Regions from separate parts of the Ovis aries genome. Here region 2 is linked to region 1. A link is a contact called in public Hi-C data. All regions are on one chromosome and are shown on one strand. Each heading gives the region's core, a stretch centred on a gene start, on an enhancer-like site or on the middle of the called end of the contact. The rest is flanking DNA. Distances are from core to core; before and after follow the strand shown.

What was found. A called contact is a pair of places that touch in the nucleus more often than the background predicts.
Region 2: a Hi-C map of tail adipose tissue shows a contact between it and region 1, with 5 times the contacts expected there. The contact joins two enhancer-like sites. A contact is called at or near these places in 6 of 16 Hi-C or Micro-C datasets (liver, muscle, omental adipose tissue and 2 more).

The regions. Positions count from the first base shown.
Region 1 is chr4:71,671,055-71,676,739 of ARS-UI_Ramb_v3.0, forward strand. No RefSeq gene overlaps it. Among named protein-coding and RNA genes, the nearest start is that of TRNAC-GCA, 72 kb to the right of the region's middle. Within about 2 kb of position 2,572, at least 6 of the 54 cell types and tissues checked have an H3K27ac peak or open chromatin away from gene starts, as enhancers often do. A contact at or near this core is called in tail adipose tissue, where this site is marked.
Region 2 is chr4:72,095,802-72,101,486 of ARS-UI_Ramb_v3.0, forward strand. All of the region lies in intron 2 of LOC132659744 (a long non-coding RNA gene), which reads right to left. Among named protein-coding and RNA genes, the nearest start is that of TRNAC-GCA, 100 kb to the right of the region's middle. Within about 2 kb of position 3,125, at least 3 of the 54 cell types and tissues checked have an H3K27ac peak or open chromatin away from gene starts, as enhancers often do. A contact at or near this core is called in tail adipose tissue, where this site is marked.

The DNA.
Region 1 (5,685 bases), core at 1,322-3,821:
CATACTCTCTTTTTTTCTCCTCACATCTTCAAATATCTGATGGGTGCTTTATATTCACAGAACATTTCAATTCACATTTCAAGAGGTCAGGAGCCACAAGTGGCTAGCATCTGCTTTATTGGACAGTGTGGTTCTAGAGGGGCTTGCCTGGTGGGGCTAGAGTTAAAGAACCCACCTGCCAATGCAAGAGACATAAGAGATGGAGGTTCGATCCCTGGATTGGGAAGATCGTCTGGAGGAGGGCATGCAACCGATTCTAGTATTCTTGCCTGGAGAATCCCATGGACAGAGGAGCCTGGTGGGTTACGGTTCGGGCCAGGGGTTGCAAAAAGTTGGACAAGACTGAAGCGACTTAGCATGCACGGATATGATTCTAGAGAATTCCAGTTCTATAAAGTAGACATGCATGTGTAAAGTCAATAGCAGATTTCCTCTCAAATCTCCATTAAGCTCGACAGAACTTTTAAATATCAGAGAAAAGACTGAAGGAAATAGTTTGTAAAGCAGAAATGTATTTTTAACATTGTTATTTTAAAAAGCTTTAGAAAGGAGAATCCTAGATCCCATGCCATGAATTAAGGAAAGTCTGGTGTTTGAAAGAAGCAGATGATGACTTTTAGGGATTTTATTCTATTAAATTAAAAAGAAATTATAAAATGAATCCCTACTTGTTATAGAGCACCTAGATGATACGAAGTATAGAAAATAATAAAGGCCATCTATAACATCAGTACGCAGAGATGGCCACCATTCAGAATCTGGGATATTGCAGTTCCCACAGGCAGATTGTTCCTATAATTGTGACTATATGGCAAATGCACTCGTCCATCTTGCTGCTATCCTTTTAATGTAATTTCAGAGCATTTTAATATGTATAAAGCTCTTTGTAAGAATAAGTTTTTGTGTTGGGATGGTATTCTATCACGTGGTGGCCATAGTTTACTGAAGTTGGTGACCTTTGGTAAGGTGAATGTTGCAGTATTCTTATTAAATGGTGACCAAGACAAATAGACTACTTAATGGAAAAGTTGCCCTCCAGTGTGGTCATCCTCACCCCTCATGTGGGGAACTTGCCTTCTGTGACTGTAGTCACAGCCAGCAACCACCTCTGCTTATTTTTTAGAGGATAGATGTAAATATCTTAGAAAAGAATTGCCCTTCCTCATGCCTAGTCATCCACTTGCTCAATCTAGGTGTGTAGATACTATTTTGCCACAAGTGGATTATGACTTAAGGGTGAAAAGTAAATTTTTCTAAAGAGATTTTGAATGGGAAACAAGAACATTATGGAGATACTCATGAAGCATTTTCTTTCTGTCTTGTTGAACCCATGCCCCTTAGGAGCTCACAGGACCCACTGGGTATAGGTATGGAGCCACCTATGGTTAAATCATAGTTGGATTTATTTTTACTTCCCCCTTTGGCCCTGTTTCCCACCATTTGTCATTTTTTCAGGCTTTCATGACATAAATCTTGTGGAATGTTGGCTATGCACATAGCATGAAGGATTCAAACTCTCCCATTTCAGGCGGGTTGGCCAATGAAAGCAACAGAGGGTGGTGGAGATCGAGGGTAGATATGGCTGGAAGAGGCCGGGATAGAGGAACATATAACGATGAAAACAACAGCTCTGAGAGGGCTCCACTTCTGGAAGTTTAGCCAGGGGTGATTGCAATTGACTGATGAGCACCAGGTAATGATACAGTCCATTGGAAGTCGCACAATTATGAGCTGTCATTATATATTTTTTTTCTATCTCTATGAAAAGGCCTGTGAACTGCTTCTCTTGACACAATGCTTTTTGGGTATGGTATCTGGCTATGGTAGATGCCTTCTCTGGGGATCCAAACACTTGCCTTGAAGGAAAGCTCAGGACTGTCTTCCTGGGGCTGGTCTTCTCTTCTGTTAAGCTTGGCTCCCCAAACTTCCAAGCACAGTTGGGCTGGAGGGGGGTGGGGGCTCTTTGACAACTTTCTCTTTGGTCTCACACTTTCTGTCACAAAAGAGCTTTTCCTGACTTGTTGAAGAACATGAAGGCACGCAAGTGCTGGTGGGGTTTTATTAAGTTGGCAAATATTAATACAAGTTTACTTAAAACCAGTGGCTCTTCTCTCTCAGTCTGGCCGAGTTTACACTTTTTTTCCCCTGGAGCTCTTTTTTGGCCCAAGCAATTCAGGGCAAGGAGTTTGAAGGGTATTTTGTTTCTGAAGTGGGCAGTCTGTAAAATAGTGGACCTTTTAACATCACACTGACAGACACTTTCAGGGCTAATATAATTGATGTATTCATAGGAGCTTAACTAAAATAGCTTTCCAAAAGGGAGAAAAACTTGTCTTTTCACCTAAGCACTGACCGATTTGTGGTTTGGATGCTTACACGAGATGTTAAACAGACTCGATGGAAAAGGTTTGTTCGCCTCAAGTTTGCCTTTCCCTCATCTTGTAATTTTTGGCTGTGAGTCAAGTTTTTGTCCATTTCCCCTGCACTCCTTGGGTGGAGGCCAGAGCCACGGGCTTGCTCTCTCCATGGTGTTGACAGAGTGTTTTTCAGCTGTACCAAAGGCCACAGATTTTATGTCAGACTGCGAGATGCACAGCTTGATAAACATGTCTGCCTCTGGCGATTGGCAGCATTCTTTCTGGAAAAGAAAACAGAAATTGTTTTACATAAATAAGGAAAGTGGTGTGAATAGCATAGAATAACACGACTTGGAAGGTGTGCCTGAGCCCTGAACTTTTTTGCAGCGTGTTTTGGTCTTTAGCTTGCTTTATTTTTGAATTCTTTTTTCAGCCCACCGCCATATGATGGCTTTCAGTGGGCAGATGTGTCTGGTTCTGTAATGAACAAACAAATCAACAACTGATTTGTTTGGAAAGTTGGAGGGTGGTAAATAACTCCCGGATGGTGTTTTAAAAAAGTATCTTGGCTTTAGATCGATATTTTCTTTTTCATGCTGGATGAAAGGGCACCAAAGCACTTTTCATTCACTGTAGTTTAAAGACACTCCAGAACGCTCCCTCTCTGATATTTCCTAATGGAGATTTTTTTTTTTTAACATTGACTTTTTTCTCTTGGCCAGGGGTCAGGCCACCAAATTTGGGTAGGGGATCAGCACATGGTTATGACACAGTTCAGTTCCATGCTAATTAGAAAACTCACCCTTCAGGGTAGCAGTCAACTCTTTCCTGATTCCCACAATAGGAGGACTGGATAACTTCTTTTGACAACTCCTGATGTTCGGAGAGGACTCTTGGCTTACCACCTAAACTTCAAAGTCTCTTGTTGGGAAGGAAGAGGGGAAAACACACCCCAATGGCCAGCACTCTCTTCCTAAAGCTACTCTGCGTTTGAGCAGATGTCCTGGAAGCCTGCAGGTAGTACTGACTTTCAGGCTGACCCTCCTTTTGGAAGACTGATGGGAGGCCAGAGGGCTGTTTGGCAAGCCTGTGTGGACGTGGGGTCCAGGCCCAGTCTTTGCTATAGGTTCTGCCTCACCTGGATACTGGCTGCCGAAAGATGCAGGCTGTCAGGTCACTTGGAGATGGCTCACTGGATTCCTCAGTGGCGCTTAACATTAACCACCCCTTCCCTGGAACCAGCGTCAGTCCCCTGATGTCATTGCACGCCTATGATTAAACGCCAGCTCCTAGAGGAGCCCAGTGACAGGGAGGGTCATCAGTAATGGGTCTGAGAGAGGCTTCAAGGCCCAGGGTAATATTTTATTCATTATCAATGTCAGTGGAGGAACTGTGAATCTGTCTGTTGGTTGGGAGCCCTTTATCTGACACCTCCCCAGGGTCAGTGCTGGAGCTTCTGGTAGCTGAAATGTAGTTTTTGTTTGATGAGTGTGTGTGTGTGTTGGGGGAGGGGTGTAAACACCTCATAATAGTATCTTATCAGGTAACAGAGCTGGATAGAGGTGAGACAGGTCATCAGTTTCAATCAACTTTGGAGAGCAGCATCCAAAATAATAATTGGTGAGTCCTAGACATGATAAGTCATACATACATATAGACATATATGTGTGCTTGTATGTAGGCACATCTATGGTGGTGTTTTTGATGTTTTGGAATGAGCTTTGATTTACGACATCCTCAGTCACATCTTGAAGAGTCCTTGTGCAACTGTTCTGTCTCTAGGGGGCAGGTTCTTAACCTGGGGTTCTGCTTGGTGGTGCACAGTTGGACTTTGGTAAGGTCTGGGAATCCCTACATTCCTAAGCAAATTTTTTCATGAGAGGCTAAGTAACTCAACCTCTCCAAGCTTCTAAAGTCACCCGTAAGATGGGGGAACTGATAACTATCTCACTGGGTTAATGTGAAGATTAAACAGCAAAATGCACTTAGCACCATGCCAGGCACTGAAGTATTCTCTCAATACTAGATGATACCATTATAATAATTGAGGTTATTAGGATGTGCCTCTGTGAATTTTAGAACTGGACCTGGAACAACAGACTGGTTCCAAACTGGGAAAGGAGTACTTTGAGGCTGTATATTGTCACCCATTTATTTAACTTATATGCAGAGTACATCATGCAAAATGCCGGGCTGGATGGAGCACAGGCTGAAATCAAGATTGCTGGGAGAATTATCAATAACCTCAGATAGGCAGATGACACCACCCTTATGGAAGAAAGTGAAGAGGAACTAAAGAGCCTCTTAATGAAAGTGAAAGAGGAGAGTGAAAAAGCTGGTTTAAAACTCGAAACATTCAAAAAACAAAAGATCATCAAATCTGGTCCCATCACTTCATGGCAAATATATGGGGAAACAATGGAAACAGCGACAGACTTTATTTTCTTGGGCTCCAAAATCACTACAGATGGTGATTGCAGCCATGAAATTAAAAGACGCTTGCTCCTTGGAAGAAAAGCTATGACAAACCTAGACAGCATATTGAAAAGCAGAGACATTACTTTGCTAACAAAGGTCCATATAGTCAAAGCTATGGTTTTTCCAGTAGTCATGTATGGATGTGAGAGTTAGACCATGAAGAAGGCTGAATGCTAAAGGACTGATGCTTTTGAACTGTGGTGTTGGAGAAGACTCTTGAGAGTCCCTTGGATTGCAAGGAGATCCAACCAGTCAATCCTTAAGGAAATCAATCTTGGATATTCATTGGAAGGATGGATGCTGAAGCTGTAATACTTTGGCCCCCTGATGTGAAGAGCTGACCCCTTAGAAAAGATCCTGCTGCTGGGAATGATTGAAGGCAGGAGAAGAGGGTGACAGAGAATGAGATGGCTGGATGGCATCATCGATTCAATGAACTAGAGTTTGAGCAAACTCAGGGAGATAATGAAGGACAGGGAAGCCTGGTGTGCAACAGACAATAGGATTGCAAAGAGATGGACACAACTGAGCAACCGAACAGCAACAAAAACGATGTGAATTTTAAAGGGATGTAAGTTTTTTATCAGATGTTCAGAGGGACCTTTGGATCAGACAGGTCAAGAACCACTGTCCCTGCTATAGCCATCGAGAATAAATCTTTACTAGAGTCCAGCTCATTTAGTCAGAAATAGAAGATGAAGATGTGTGACTTGTCATGTTGACCAATCTGAGGAAAGTCCTATGATCCTCCCAAAGCAGGAAGACTCAGCCAAAGTTTTATGTCACCACTGTTTTTCTTCCACCTTCTACTAGTTAAAATAATTTTGCTTAATCTCCCCATGTTTTTTCT
Region 2 (5,685 bases), core at 1,875-4,374, 430 kb after region 1:
ATGAGTTTGCCTGGAGAGAATACTGGTGTTTGAGGATTCCTCCCACTGCATCTTTGGCCATCGTTTCAGAATTTCCTAGTTTCCTTCTTTAGTCCAGCGTTTAAACACAATTTTATCCTGGAATCACCAGCAGAGGTCACTCAAGGACAAAATGAATTCTTACCAACCCCAAAGCTTACTTCTAAGTTGAGAACTGCATCATGATAGTTAAAACAGCATATTTTTTTATAACACTTGGTTTTAACATTATTTGAAATTGCCTATTAAGAGCTACATCACAGCAATACAATCAACATTCTGCTCACAGCATTTTCTTCGCTTAAAGTCTGTGTGAGAGAGCCAGCTACACATCTTCTGGCTAGAGAAGCAGAGGATACAGTAAGGAGAAGAGGGGTGGGAGAACACCATCACGTTCCAGTGACACAGGAGGAGTCTAAAATGATGATCAGATCAGGCAGAAAGGACCCAGGCCTGCACCTGCATAAGCAGGGAAAGAGTGGCTAGTGGAAGAGCCAAGACTGGGTGTGAGTTCTGATGGTCTGGTGATGATTTTGAGAAAAGACTCGCTTGTAGTATATATTATACAATAAATATGTGTGAATAGACTTAAGGTCACTTAAAATGAAACAGAGACATTATGAATGTCACATTTCATGATTTAGGTTTTTGGGTTTTTTTTTAGTTACAAATACACAGTACTTCACAGTTTAAAAAATGCTTTAATATCTATTATGTTATCTCACTTTCAAAATAATCTCAGGAGGGTGCAAGGTCACAAACACTTCTTCTGGGCAGCTGCCTTATCTGATGGTGTTTTGAATCTACCTAAGGTCATCGGACATAAGAGACACTCAATAAATATTTGTTGAATGAATGATTAAAACCGATAAAACTAGAACATGAATTACTTATTTTCACACAATTGTATTATTTGCATAGTAAATTTAGTATACAAATTTATCTGCTTTTTTGGCCACCATTCTAAATGGCAACAATATCTAAGCAGGCTATACTTTTAGACACTCATCAAACTTGGTAAAATCCAGCACAGGGCCTCAGTGTGGCTACCTTCCTCTATGACGTTTATGGAAGTTAAAAATCTTGCAGTGGACTTGACGGCTAGAAGGCTGAAGATTCTACACCAGTACGTGTCCGGGCTTTTGCAGGATTTACCCCAGGCCACTCTCATGGAGACCACATTTCGTGATGGCCCTCTCTGTTTGGCAGTGGGAAGGAGGGATGGGCTAGGCAGGAGATGTCACATTCACCATAGCACTCAACAGAATAAATAGAGCCAACCAGTAAAAACAATGATGTAGCCACTGGGTACATACAACACTAAACTGCTTGGGTATGGAGGAGGCTCACACATTCCTGGTGAAGAGCAGAGGAATAAACAAACACAGACAGTGGAGAATAATTAAACTGCCTACACGGTATCCCAGCAAGATTGTTTGAGGAGTAAAGATGAAGGTGACTTGTTAAATAGGTGGTAAGTTAAATATAACTATTGGGAGACTTAGATTTAGGAAAAGAAAATCATAGAATTATGAATCAGAGATCATCAAGGTTTTATTCATCTATGTTTGGTTCATATTTGTTCCAACTGAATTGGACAATCAGACAATTCTAATTGTTAGAAATTTTTTTCAAATTTTGGCTCCTTTCAGCTTTTGTCAATCGAAGATTATGCAGAACAACTGTGATCTTTCTAAGTGGCAACGCTTTAAATGCTTAAAATCTAGTCCTTCCAGTTTTCTGCAGAACAAGCACTTTCCGTTTTTCTTAGTTTCCATGTGTTATGCTGCCAACACTTCACCCTTCAGCTCTTGTCTTTTGGCCAATGGACTTCTTCAAAGAACTGTTCAACAAGAAAATTCAAAACTGTGGGCCTTAATGAAGCCAAACCTGGTCATGAGCATCCATAACCAACACCAAGTTTATCACCTCTCAGCAGAGTTTACCTGTCTCTCTGGTCTCCCTGTGACGAGATTTGAACTTGTAGCCCATTTCCTTTACAAAACTCGAAGTGCACCAGCCACATAATCTATTCTCATTGGGTTCTTGTTTGCTACCAGCAGTTTTCAAGGGTGAGCAAAGGTGGGATAGAGTAGAAATCAGAGGAAAAAAAATGAAATATAAAGGTGGAAAATAATTTACCTGGCTGACACTGTTAGCCAATGCCCAAGGAATGAATAACATCCCAACATCTTGCTCAGGAGGATTTAACTTTTTCCTTAGACGAGACCACACCGCTTGTAGAGATAGTTTGGCAACTGGAGATCAGAGGGAGACAGCCTGCGCATTTCCTGATCTCCTGGAGAAGAGTTGGCCTCCCCTCTGTGCAGGGATCTCTCCGCTCACCCAGCAACAATCAAGTGCCTGCCTCCCAGCTGGGTTAGAGAGCAAACCCTCATATCAAAGGGGATCTGGCCACCAGGTGTCTTGTCTTACTTGCCAACTCCCTTTCAACAACAGCCAGGATGTGAGCTATGCCCTTGATGGGCATAAATGGATACGGTACATGCTCTCATTCATTACGGAAGAAGGAGGAAGCTTGAACCTTGGAAAGCATGGGGTTTTGTCCAACAATGGGTGAGGATCAGAACTGTAAGCAACGAGAGGGGTCCTGAGACACAGGCCAGACGGAGGCCAAACACCTGGCAGGGTTAGTTCATTGCCAATAATTTGATTCCACTATAGGTTATGCATTTTGTATCAAATGTAGGTGGTTGAGAAATGACTAGGTTAAAAATTGCAGTAACCCACACCACAACTTGCTCTCTTGCCCCATGTCTCTCTCACTCTCCCTGTCTGCATCTCACACACACATACACACATACCACAATGAACACAATGAAACCTTCCTTCTCAGAGGAAAATTGCAGTGATCCATCTCCTAGCAATCTATGAGAAGGGCATCACCCAGGAAGGACAGATTTCTGCTGCCCCCATGGCAACTGGCCACTGTCCTCACTGGCCTGAGCCCTGGGTCCATCAGCTGCTCTTTGTGGATGATAGAGTATGGGCTGGCAAGTCGGTGATTTTCCACTGGAGAAGCTAAGAAAGGGGCTCACCCCACCCCACCCCTACTTCCCTAGTCACTCTGGCTCTCTCTCAGGACAGCTTGCATCTTAGCCGAACGTGACGAAAGAAAGTTGGCCCCAGAGGTGTCTCCGAGTGTCTCTGCCCAGAACTAGAGAGAAGTTTTTGGCAGGACTTCCAAGCTACAAGCAAATTCCTAACAGGGTTTGGCAGATCACAAACAATTAGGTGACTGCACTCTATAATCAGCCCACGGGGACGGCGAGGCTGTGTGACAGCCAGATTTCTGGTGAAATGTTGCTTTGGTTGGAACCAAGGAGCTTTTCCTTCAGCATCCCCAGGCCTCAAGGAAGCTGGAAGGAACACCAGAACTGCTTATCTGGGGCAAATCTGGATTGTCAGCGATCACAGAGGAGCTTCAAAATGGCAACCATGCCAAGTCTACCAGGTCTCCCAAACCCACAGGGATTGTCTGCTGGGAGAGAGGCACACTGCGTCCTTGAAGGCAAAGAGCCCCCCTTTGCATCTTGTTCCAAACCTATGGAAACTGTGAGGCCTGGTAGCTAATCAGCTTTCCTAGCAGCAGGGAGAAGTGAGCTGAATGCTCTGTGGGCCTGGTGCCTGCCTCCAAGTCACAGGGAATCAAGTCCAAAATGGAGAGACTTCCTCTGACTTGCAGCCACAGGAATTATCCACACCTTCCAAGAGGGCTCCTTCCCAGGTCAGGGGTTGGGAGGGAGGCTGTGAACCATCTGTGAGTAGTGGGTGTGCCTCAGCTGGGCTTTTCCAAGGGCAGCCCCCACAGAGGGCCTCAGGGCCAGAGTACAGAGGTCCACCTGGGTACCCTGGCATGGGGCCTGTCCGCAGCCTTCGGAGCACTCTGCACGCACCCAGGTCTGCTACCCAGATGTGACGGCAACTTGACCTTCCCAGCCATCGCTCGCCACATTTCCCCAGACAGGAGAGACCAGGGACTCCAATTTGCCCACGGTCCCTTCAGGTCCAATGGCAGATGGGCTGCCCCCTAGTGGAGCACAGGCTCTGACAAAGGTGGAAGAGATGATTCTGGCACTTCCTAAACGGACCGCAAGTCAGTTCACAAAAATGGAGAATGAAAACAAGAAACCTATTAGGTTGCAATCTCTTTGGGGAGGGACTCCGTTTCTAAAGGGAGCTTACATGCCATGGAAACAAATCCCAGAAGCCCAGTTTCAGCTTATTAGCGCTAAATTGGCCACAGCAAATGAGCACTGCAATTGTCAGTGACCTGAGGTTTTATAAGCACACTGGGACTGTTTGCAGAGATTTTACATGCTCCCTGCTGAGCAGCTGTGGGGAGGCAATGAGACCCGCTATTCCATTTCCAAAGCCCAGAATAGCAATGAAGCCACCCCATGGTGCCCCTCCATGCAAGGGTCTCCCAGGGCCAGAGGCTTCCTTGCAATCTTTGCCCTACACCTTAGCTTTATTGAAAAGGCAAGAACCAGAAGTAAAAGGAGCCTTCATATCTGTTAAAAATGGATTTGGAAGAGCCGTAGTTTGGCAGGGTAATGGTGAGAGTGGCCCATGAAATTTAGTGCTAAGGGGCAAGAGAGAGTGTCTAGTCTAGTCCCCAGCACTACGACAGGGTAGGGGGAGGAAGGCATGGATGACTGTTGAAGTGAGCGGAAAACTATCCTCTTGCCAATAGTACACAGCAGGGAACTCTGGCAGGGAACAAAGTCCAAAGATGCCTTATTTTGTTATTATTTTCTGTCTTCTCTCATTAAACATTATCTTTTGTGGAGTTTACATCCTAAAGACAGATGAAAAATATGTGCATGCATGCTTCCAGTAATTAAATATCTGATCGATTCTGGGAAGGAAATAAGCAAGAGGTTGAGGAGTAAATGGGAGCCTGTGGAGACTGGTGAGGAGGGTGTCTGGAGCAGGCATGACAGTGAGGGTGGAAGTGACGTCTCTGAGAGAAGCAGGAGAAGAGGGCGTTGCAGGCCAGGGGACAGTGAGTGGCGAGTTTGTGAGAGAGGAGAGAGCGCCGATGCTTCTGGCAGTGAAATAAAGCCTTAAGTGAGGAGAGAGGCACGGCATCAAGTTACGGAGCTGGGCAGATGCTCAGTCAGGCAGAGTGCTGTTGCAAGAGTTTTTTTAATGTTCCTTCTTGAAATTCTGTTTCTTCACGGCTATAAAATAACAGTATTGTGGTTCGTCACCGAGCACTCTTCGTCAACTCATCTTTCTACACACACACGCACACACACACTGTTGAGGGTTGTTGTGGCTGGATTCTTTACCATTTGTTCTCTCTGTCCTCCATTGCTCTGAGCCACTCTGTGGTATAACGGTTCTTTGCTCAGTTCAGTTCAGTCGTTCAGTCGTGTCCAACTCTTTGAGACCCCATGAATCGCAGCACGCCAGGCCTCCCTGTCCATCACCAACTCCCGGAGTTCACTCAGACTCACGTCCATCGAGTCCATGATGCCATCCAGCCATCTCATCCTCTGTCGTCCCCTTCTCCTCCTGCCCCCAATCCCTCCCAGCATCAGGGTCTTTTCCAATCAGTCAACGCTTCACATGAGGTGGGCAAAGTATTGGAGTTTCAGCTTTAGCATCATTCCTTCCAAAGGAATCCCAGGGCTGATC